2 separate regions of the Arachis hypogaea genome follow, and region 2 is linked to region 1. The links are chromatin contacts, called in public Hi-C maps. All regions are on one chromosome and are shown on one strand. Each heading gives the region's core, a stretch centred on a gene start, on an enhancer-like site or on the middle of the called end of the contact. The rest is flanking DNA. Distances are from core to core; before and after follow the strand shown.

Region 1 (4,633 bases), core at 1,020-3,519:
TGACATAATATAAAATATAATATTTTTTAAAAAATAATAAAATTATAGATAATTAAAGACATTCAATATAAAATTAAAAACATAATTTTTTAAAAAATTAGTCAAATAAAAATATCTAAAACTTTTTTTTAACCATTAAAATTTAACTTATCTAATCAATTAAATTGCGTATTAGTTTACTAGAATAAATCAAAGTTCAAACAAGAGCCGAAGTATATATGTGATCCTATTCCCCAACAAACCAATAAAACATTCCAATTTCCAACATTAACTAAATGTCTAAATATAATACTGATACTAATACGGTGTCCGAAAAGAAAGCTCTATTAAACTAACATATAATTATATAAGCAATAGGGAAGGGAAATAATAATAATAATAAGAATTATCCTAATTATACTCTAATAATTATATTCAATTAATTAATATATATAATATTAAATTATATGATACTTAAATATCTAATCAAATCAATTAATTGATATAATTAATCTATTATAATAAATTATATTTAATGTTAAAAGAAATAAATCAGAAAATACTTTTAAAAGTATGCCATGTCAACTTTATCATTAAGTGCAAAAACCCGATTTTTATATAATAGAATAGATAGATTTGTCATTCGATAACTTCATTAACAATTTTTATTTAAATACTGACCAAACATGTTTATGAAAATTTATCAATTTAGTTATTAAGTTATATTGAAAATATAGTTTATGTAATTGAAAAAATAAACTAAATTAATAGATTTTGATAAATATATCTAGTTAAAATCTAATTATTTATGTCAAATATTATGTATGTTGTTAATTAATATTTTTATTATTAATCGTTGAGGAAAATTGTTAATGAAATCACTGAAGGGTAAATATATGATTAATTTGTAATCTTTAAAGGATCAATTTGATGGAAAAAATCTTTTAGGGATGAATTTAAAGAATGTTCCGCCTTTGCTTTCAGGGATTAATTTGACTATTAACTCAATTAAACTTAGGTTTAATTACTCTGTTGGTTCTATAATTTTGCAAAATTTTCAATTAGGTCCCTATACTTTTTTTTTCTTTTTAATTGGGTCTCTGCACTATTTTTTTTTCAATTGAGTCTCTACAGAATTTAAAGAATGTCTCGCCTTTCAGGAACTAATTTGACTATTAACTCAATTAAACTTAGGTTTAATTACTCTGTTGGTCTCTATAATTTTTCGAAATTTTCAATTAGATTCCTATACTTTTTTTCCTTTTAATTGGGTCTCTGCACTAAGTTTTTTTTCAATTGAGTCTCTACACCATTTTTTCCCTTTTATTTGAGTTCTTGTACTAATTTTTTTTAGATGGGTCCCTATGCAATTAAGAAAATTACTACTAAGAGGGACCTAATTGAAACAAAATTGGTACAAGAACCCAATTAAAAAGAAAAAAAATATAAGGACTTAATTAAAAATTTTATGAAATTATAGAGATCAACAGAATAATTAAACCTTAAATTTAATCATTCATGTAAATTATATCTATTTAAATTTCAAATTAAAAATTTTATAATTCAAAATTTTAAGTTAAGTGAAGAAAATTAAATTAACTGAGCGAATTAAATGGGTTGATCTGTTTAAGTCCGCTTCATTTATAGGCCATAATTTTTTAACTCGAAGCATAATTTTTCTAGAATTGAAGAGAGTTAAACTCATTCAAAATTTCTTTATCTGTAAATGCATATTAATATTAGTTTTTTACACAAGTCTCTTAAAACAATTGTATTGCTGTTATGTTTATTTTATTTTGTTGATTCAAACAACCTAATAAATCTTTTTTCAATATTTTATATTAATTTAAATGTTACAGTGTAATATACACTTTATATTTTGACTCTACAATAAATTTAAAATTTATATTATTATGATAAAAAATTATAATATAACATAATTGTTATTACATAAGTACTTATTCAATAAAATATCATAATAAATTAGAATTTATATTTATACAAAATATAATTTTTACATTCATAAATATAAACACATATGGCAAAAAAAAATTAAAAAAAAAAGTGATATGCATAGCATCAGTTAATATGATCCAAAAATAAGTGATGTCCAACAGCATTTTGATTTAAGTGATGAAACCCACACAATATTTCAATAACAAAATAATAGCCCAACAATGATAAGCCCATTCATGTTTCCACCAGCTTAGCTTCAATACGGAACTATATAAACGAGCCCTGCAAACACTGCAAGCTGCTCAGAAAGATGATCAAGTTGTCCCCCCCAATTCTTAGCATAGATCCACATGTCACTTTTGTATTCAACTAAAGAGAATATATGTATATATACATCTGTACCTTATAATTGTCCAAGAAAGAAAGGGAGAAGAGGGAAACGGGGAAGGGAGATCCAGAGGGAGGAAGGGCGTTGCCACCACGCCTCGCCGCCGCGCCACCACGCCTCATTGTCGAACCCATTTCGCTGCTGCCACCAACGCCAACGAAGAGAGATGGCTCGTGAGTGAGAAGGTCATGGGCTTGGGGCCGTCGTCGCGAGAGAGAGAGAGAGAGAGAGAGAGCTCGTGTCTCGTCGCTGCCGTCCATGGAGCATCGAGCCGCATCACGGTCACCGGAAGGAGGGAGAAAATGCGAGTTGGAGGGGCTGCATCCAGTCGCTGCTGTCACGCCAATAACCGCCATCATTCTGTCATCGCCGTCAATGGGGCTTCGCCAGGAGAGAGGAGACGCACGAGAAGGGAGCCAGAATCGTGGCCAGTCACTGTCGAAGCTTCCATAGCTGCCGCGTTTCACTGCGGTTGATGGTGTCTCCACCACCAAACCTTGGTCGATGATACTGCTGCTGCACGTGAGAGGAAGAAGAGCGATGAGCCAGAACACAACTGAGGGAGAGAAAGGGGATCGTCATCGCCGCCGGAATTCTTAGGTGCCGCCGTCATTCTTGTTTGTCATTAGGGAAAGCAAGCTGCCACCACCATATTTCAACTTGGCCAGTAGCATCCTCCTTGTTCTGATTTCAATTTACTCAATTTTGAAACCATAAACCCTTTCGCCCTTGTTCTGTTTTAAATTTTGTTCCCTGTTATGTTCCTATTTTAATCATGGTAGCATGTATCTCTAATTTAATTCATCCCCTTTCTTCACCTGTTTGTCTACTGTAATCATCTGGAATACTGGCATTAGTGCTATTACGGATCTGCTAGAGTTGCTGTCGGTGAGTCCGATGCTGCTTTTTTATTTCTGGAGTGATCTTTTCCTTGATTACGGTTTATTTACATGTGTTTTTTTTTTTGTCACTGTTATGCTTGTTCTGAGCGATTATGGTATATACCTTGTTTTGAGGCAGTAATTGTTTTTATTTCCTATCCAATTTGGATCCCCTATTTTGCTACAACTATGGTTACCGCTGTGAGAGTTAACGCAGCTGCTGTCCTGATTGTGTTAAAATGCAAGGCTGCTGCTATCTCGGTTGAACTTGTTGAGTGGTTAGTAGTGATCTAGCCAGCTGTCTCGCCATAATTTTGCCTCCGGTTTCTTTTAATTGCAACATCGAGATAGGGGCCTTTTCAGAAAATCATATTTTATGAATTGGAATTATTATATATGGATATTGACGTGAGAAAATGAATCTTTCAGTGATTATATAAGTCTTATGTAATTGTTGGTTATCTTGGATGAATATGAATGCTTGATTGGCTGGGTTATTATTCAGTTTTGTGAAATGGACTATTCTTGAAATGCTTCCTTAAAGTTATTTTATAAAAGCTTTGAAATTGAGTATACTCTGTTGGAAATTGATTTGAGTTTGAATTGGTGCTCTTGAAATCTGATAATGATGCACTCTTGGAAATAATTTGATTTTGAACTGATTTAATTTGGAACCCGATAAAGAGAGTTGCGGAATGGTTTGGTTGGGACCCGGAAAGGGTGGCAAAGTCCATGTTTTTGGGGAGGTGCTACCGAAATTTCTGTGAAACTCCAAGAATTCTATTCGAAATGTTATTTGGAGAGTCATGAGTCTAAGACTTGTACTATTTTACTTGAACTATTTACAAAGGTGATGAATTGTGTTTCGAAATGAATTATATTGAAAAGAGAACTATGATTCATCTTTGTTTCTTAAGAAAAGTATTTTTACTTTTGGATGCAAGACATTTAGGAGAAACTTGTGTCGTAAGCTGTTTTAAAGGTGAAAAGGATTTATGTCTTTGAAATTAACTTGAGGAGTTCAATTGGAGGAGTTTCAGTGGTTTTGAAAGAATCTGAATCTTGATTGATAAACCTTATTTTTATGACATTTTGGGAAAAGTTTAAAGTATTCTTTAAAGTTCTGATTTAGAAAACTAAAATAATTTCCGAGCCGGTGGAAACGTTTCAGATTTTTAACATGGGGTTGAAATTGGTTTTAGTTTAAGTAGAAGAAAGGATTTTTAAAATGTAGTTGGAGTAACTGATTACACGACTTTGTTTGGTTTAAATTCTATTCTTATTCTTATTTATTCAAATCAAGAAAATTAAGGTTTTACAGAATTTTAAACGAATTTGAGGAAATGAGTTATGTTATTCTCCTCTAAAGTCTTGAGGCTCTGTCGAGGAACTTTTGTTACCAAATCCGTTTTAGAAGGAATGATTTTGA
Region 2 (4,633 bases), core at 1,595-4,094, 45 kb before region 1:
CTGGTTAAAAATGATGATTAGCAATTTCACCTTATCATTTTGACAGCACCAAACCCAAGACTATCATGAAACAAATTTGTCATGTATTTCTTCTGTACAAGCAGCTGAACCTTAGGATTGTTATATATAGCTGGAAGATATGCCTCACCCGCACCATGTCTGTGCTCATCCCAAAGAGCAGTGAATTTGTGATGGAAAAGATTCCAGGTATCTTCAATTGTCTTAAGAATCCACTACTTGTACGCCTGCATAATGTAAATATCAATATATATCAGACAATAAACAACACACTTTAGCCCAGCAATCAACGATCTTCACAATTATTACTAAATGCACAACTATAACAAATCCCAGCTTGTCATTGATGCTGCAGTCCTAAGCAATAACATTTCCAGAGCCTCAAGTCCAGCAAAATGAAGAGAAATAATACAACAAAAGAAAATGGTAGTTATAATTGGTATCCTACCAAGTCTTGTTTTATAACTACAGCTCATATTTCTGTAAACTATCTCTACGACTTCTTGGATTTCACATGATATAAATCTGATAGCTCATCAATGTGCACATGCACACCAGAAAATTCTTCTCTTCATTAGTATAATAAGGCAAAGTCACTAGCACTACACAAACAAGACAAGGCAGGACAAAACAGTCCAAGGTATTTCAAAACTGTAAAAATGCACAGATTTGGCCTCCGAAAAGAACCAAAGAGAATCAAAAGTGTTTAAATCAGATTATGCAGAATAGGGTGTGTGTGCCTGTGTGTTTTTCTGTTTCATTCCTTCTATTTTTTTTCCGATAAAAAACTTTGGACTATGCTAAATGCAGAAGCCACAAAAACCATTACTATAAACGGTCCGGTCCATTATCCAAAACCGTTGGAAGAAAAACCGTACAAAAACCATCGAATCGGCCGAGAACCGGTCGGTTGGACCGAACCGGTAACCGACCGGTTCGAATAAAGCGACGCCGTTTTCTATTTGTTAAAAAAACGAAACAGATCCGTGAAGTGTGAACCAACCCTTATTCCCCCAATTCATTCGTCACTCACTCACACCCTGGATTGGAGAACTCTGAACTCTGAAGCAAAGGGAACCCTAGCCCTTTTTCGCCGCCGCCGGTCCCAGGTCGTCAGCGCCGCCGCCGTCCCCAGGTCCTCAGCGCCGCCGCTTCTTCCTCTTCCCCGTGTCCAGAACCCAGTTGCTCGGCATGTTCTCTTCATCTTCACTGGCTTCTCGGCATGGAACCCAGGTTAGTGGCTTCTCCTCTTCATCTTCACTGAGGGCTCGGTCTTCTTGGTTTGAAGTTCCGAAATTGTTGTTCTTCGGTCTTCTTCTTCGGTATTCTTCTTCAATTTTTGTTCCATTTTTCTTCAATTCTTCTTCTTCGGTCTTGGTTTGAAGTTTGGTTCTGAATGTTTTGTAAATTGTAATTTCCTGTTGTTGATAGATCTGTCTTGTACTCTTGAATTTGCTGGTTGCTGATGGTTGAAAATTTACAAATTTGCAAATTTGTATCATATGGTTTTGAACTTCTGATTGCTCTGTTACTCTGTTAAATCATGTGTATTAAAATAAACTTACTCTGTTATATCATTTGTATCAACCAGAACACCTAATACTAAAAAGTGAAATCCATTGGGGTTATAAAAATAATATAATAGTAATAATTAATAAGAAGCAGACCAGTACTGAAAAAAGATAATGTTATATCTAATATGGCCGAGGCAAGCATTTGTTATTACGTTAAAACGCTAATCGATTTGGAATATTACTCGGTCGAAATTACAACGGCCAATTACTTGAGCAGCCATCACCAGTTGACCACCATAACTTGATTATTTGGACAACAAATTAAAGCTTAGGTACTACTTCAATTTTAATTTTCTCAGCAATTAAACCTTATTAAAGGTAATTGAAACCAAAAAGAATATGCAGTTACAATTTGATGATCTCTTCATTTTTTCTTTTCCAAAAAGAACAAGCATCCTAAGTGAAAAAAAAAATAAAAATAAAATAAATAAACATAATTTTCATCACCAACTACCACCACCTATTGTTTATGGGTGAATATTGGTGTTGAGTAGCTAATTAGCTATATAGCCTTTGGCTTCACTGAACAGAACAGAACCGTAACAAAGTTCTATGCATACTAATTTAGTTTGGTTGCTATCTATATATAATTACGCACCATGGTTTCTGGGTCCAGTGGTTCAATCCTTATAATGGTTTGAGGTAGAAGAGGAGGAGGATGATGAGTAGTTCCGCCAACAATCTTTTGGCACGTGTGAATTAGGCAGTGTCTGCACTTGGGGCAAGATGAATGAGAAGTGAGCCACTTGTCAATGCAGCTAACATGGAAGCCATGGTTGCATTTTGGCAGAATGCGCAACTTTTCACCATTTGTGAAGTCCGAGAGGCATATCACACACTCGGTGTCCAAACCAGGTACTTTGTTTAACTCAGTTGACTCGTATGTGATTATCGGAAAAGTCTTCAAAGCTTTCTTCTTGATTCCCGTGTTGGCCAATCGACTACTTGATGATGATGAAGGGCTAGGATTTGACGACGATGATGAGTCGTTGATTACCAAATCGGAACACCTCAAAGCACACCTTATGATTGCGTTCAATCCTAAGGAGCAAATAAGTGCGCATAGGAGGACGGAGAGGACCATGACAACGTTGGCATCGAAAGAACTGTTTCCGAGGTATAAATCGCTTGTTGGAGGTGGTGAGGAATCGTGATGAGCAAGTGGATTTGGGAGCATGAGTAACCTTCTTGAGTGAGATTGTATGACAAGGTCATGAACTATGTGTGAAGTGAAGGAAGTTGAAGCATACATGGTTGCGTTTTTTCTTTATGAATTATGAGTTAGTTAGCTACAGCCTTCAGGGTTGCTTCCCTTATATATAGGCAACTTAATTACTTGGTGATCAATGCTTAATTGGTGATTAGAATATTCCTAGCGGGGTCTAGCTAGCTAGCCTCCAGCTTGAGACAAACAAAATATAATTTTTATGATTATGTTGGGTTTTGTTAATAGAGAAGGATTTGGAAGCACATGGATGCTCCACTACTCAGTTATCAATCCCACTTTAAACCAACCATGAGAAGCCGGGTGGTACTGCATTTTGAAATTTATCCAATTGTAACTTTTTGAAATAAGTTATGTGTTTATGTTTTTTTAATATATATAAACTGCTATAAAGTGTAATAAATAATTTACAATATGTACATAATCTACTATAGAGTATTAAAATGTATATAAAGTAGAAATGCTATAGAAAGTTGCCGATTACATTGAAACGTATACAAAGTAGAAACGCTGTTGCGGTTTTTGAAAGAATTAAAACATACATAAATAGTTTTAGGGTCCAGCAATTTATGTAGAAACACAGTGTAGGATAATTTGCTGTAACCTGTAACAAACTAAACTAATTCAACAAGCATCAATTGTGACCATGCCCTTAAAAAAAAGGAAAAACAAAAGTCATACTATATGGAGTAGTTTATTCTTATTCACCTAATCACTTTTGATCAAATCTATATCCAATACCATCCAAATCACAAATCAAAATAATTCAAATCATCAATCTAAACTTACTTGAAAAAGACTTTGAATTTCGTAATAACATATATTTTTGTTAAAAAAATTATAACAATATATATATAGTGTTATAAAATGTGATTATTTTGTATTAATATGCAATTTTTATTACAAAACACTATAATTTGAAATAAATTTAATTTTTTATAACAATTTTCTTATAACTCGTATTCTCAATTCTATCAACAATACTATTATGTGATGTTTATCAGTTTGTAAAATAATTTGGAGAATAAACTAATTTTTTATTATTAATTTAAGTTAAAGTTATTTTAACATTAAAAAAGTGAATTATGTTTGTCAATTTCATAGAGAAGTAATGATAACAAAGTTTTCTACATATGCTGACTAACAAATCACTGGAACATTATTTTATTTTTGACTTCTACCTAAATTAATTTTAAGACAAGAATATAATCAATTTAGAAGATAAAATTTGATAGTAATTTGGACAATAATTTATAACTCAATTAAGAGAGTATCTCCTCTTAATTTTTCTTGTGTTAGTTCTTTCAGGAAATTATGTGTACGTGGATTTTTTTTATATATCTTTTTACTTTTTTGAATTTTTCTAAAACAAGTAACTTCTTAAATTATACTATTTGAGATACAACTCATTAGCAAAATTAATTATTATATATTTATATATAAATATATAATTTATTTTTAATATATATTTTATATTAATAATTAATTTTAATATATATTTAGCATAATCATTTGTATTAATTTTCTCAAACTTTTTTATTATCATCTAAAATTTTTTATTGAGATAAATAATTATTAAAAGAATATAATCAATTATTAATTTTATAAGTTTATGAAATCAACTACATGAGTGTCAATTAGTAATAACAACAGATATAAACAATCATTTCATGATCATATATATATCTTAGCTTTTAGTAAACCAATTTTGTTCATACTATTTAAATAGAATAGATGATCTAATAACCATTTTTCAACTAACTCAGTTATCTAGACATAAATTAATCCACATACAATTAATTATATAAAATATAAT

What was found. Hi-C and Micro-C count contacts between places; a contact is called where the count stands out from the background.
Region 2: a contact with region 1 is called in a Hi-C map of leaf, with 2.4 times the contacts expected there. The contact joins the promoter of LOC112791144 here to the enhancer-like site in region 1. A contact is called at or near these places in 2 of 8 Hi-C or Micro-C datasets (leaf and an unstated tissue).

The regions. Positions count from the first base shown.
Region 1 is chr3:121,427,192-121,431,824 of arahy.Tifrunner.gnm2.J5K5, reverse strand. No RefSeq gene overlaps it. Among protein-coding and RNA genes, the nearest start is that of LOC140182750, 10 kb to the right of the region's middle. Within about 2 kb of position 2,269, at least 2 of the 3 cell types and tissues checked have open chromatin away from gene starts, as enhancers often do.
Region 2 is chr3:121,473,126-121,477,758 of arahy.Tifrunner.gnm2.J5K5, reverse strand. It overlaps LOC112791144 (RING-H2 finger protein ATL78), which reads right to left and starts at 2,844. Exons shown (of 3, transcript XR_011880265.1): 1 at 2,191-2,844; 2 at 31-245. LOC140183850 (a long non-coding RNA gene) reads left to right here and starts at 1,112. Exons shown (of 3, transcript XR_011880266.1): 1 at 1,112-1,251; 2 at 2,209-2,447; 3 at 2,553-3,167.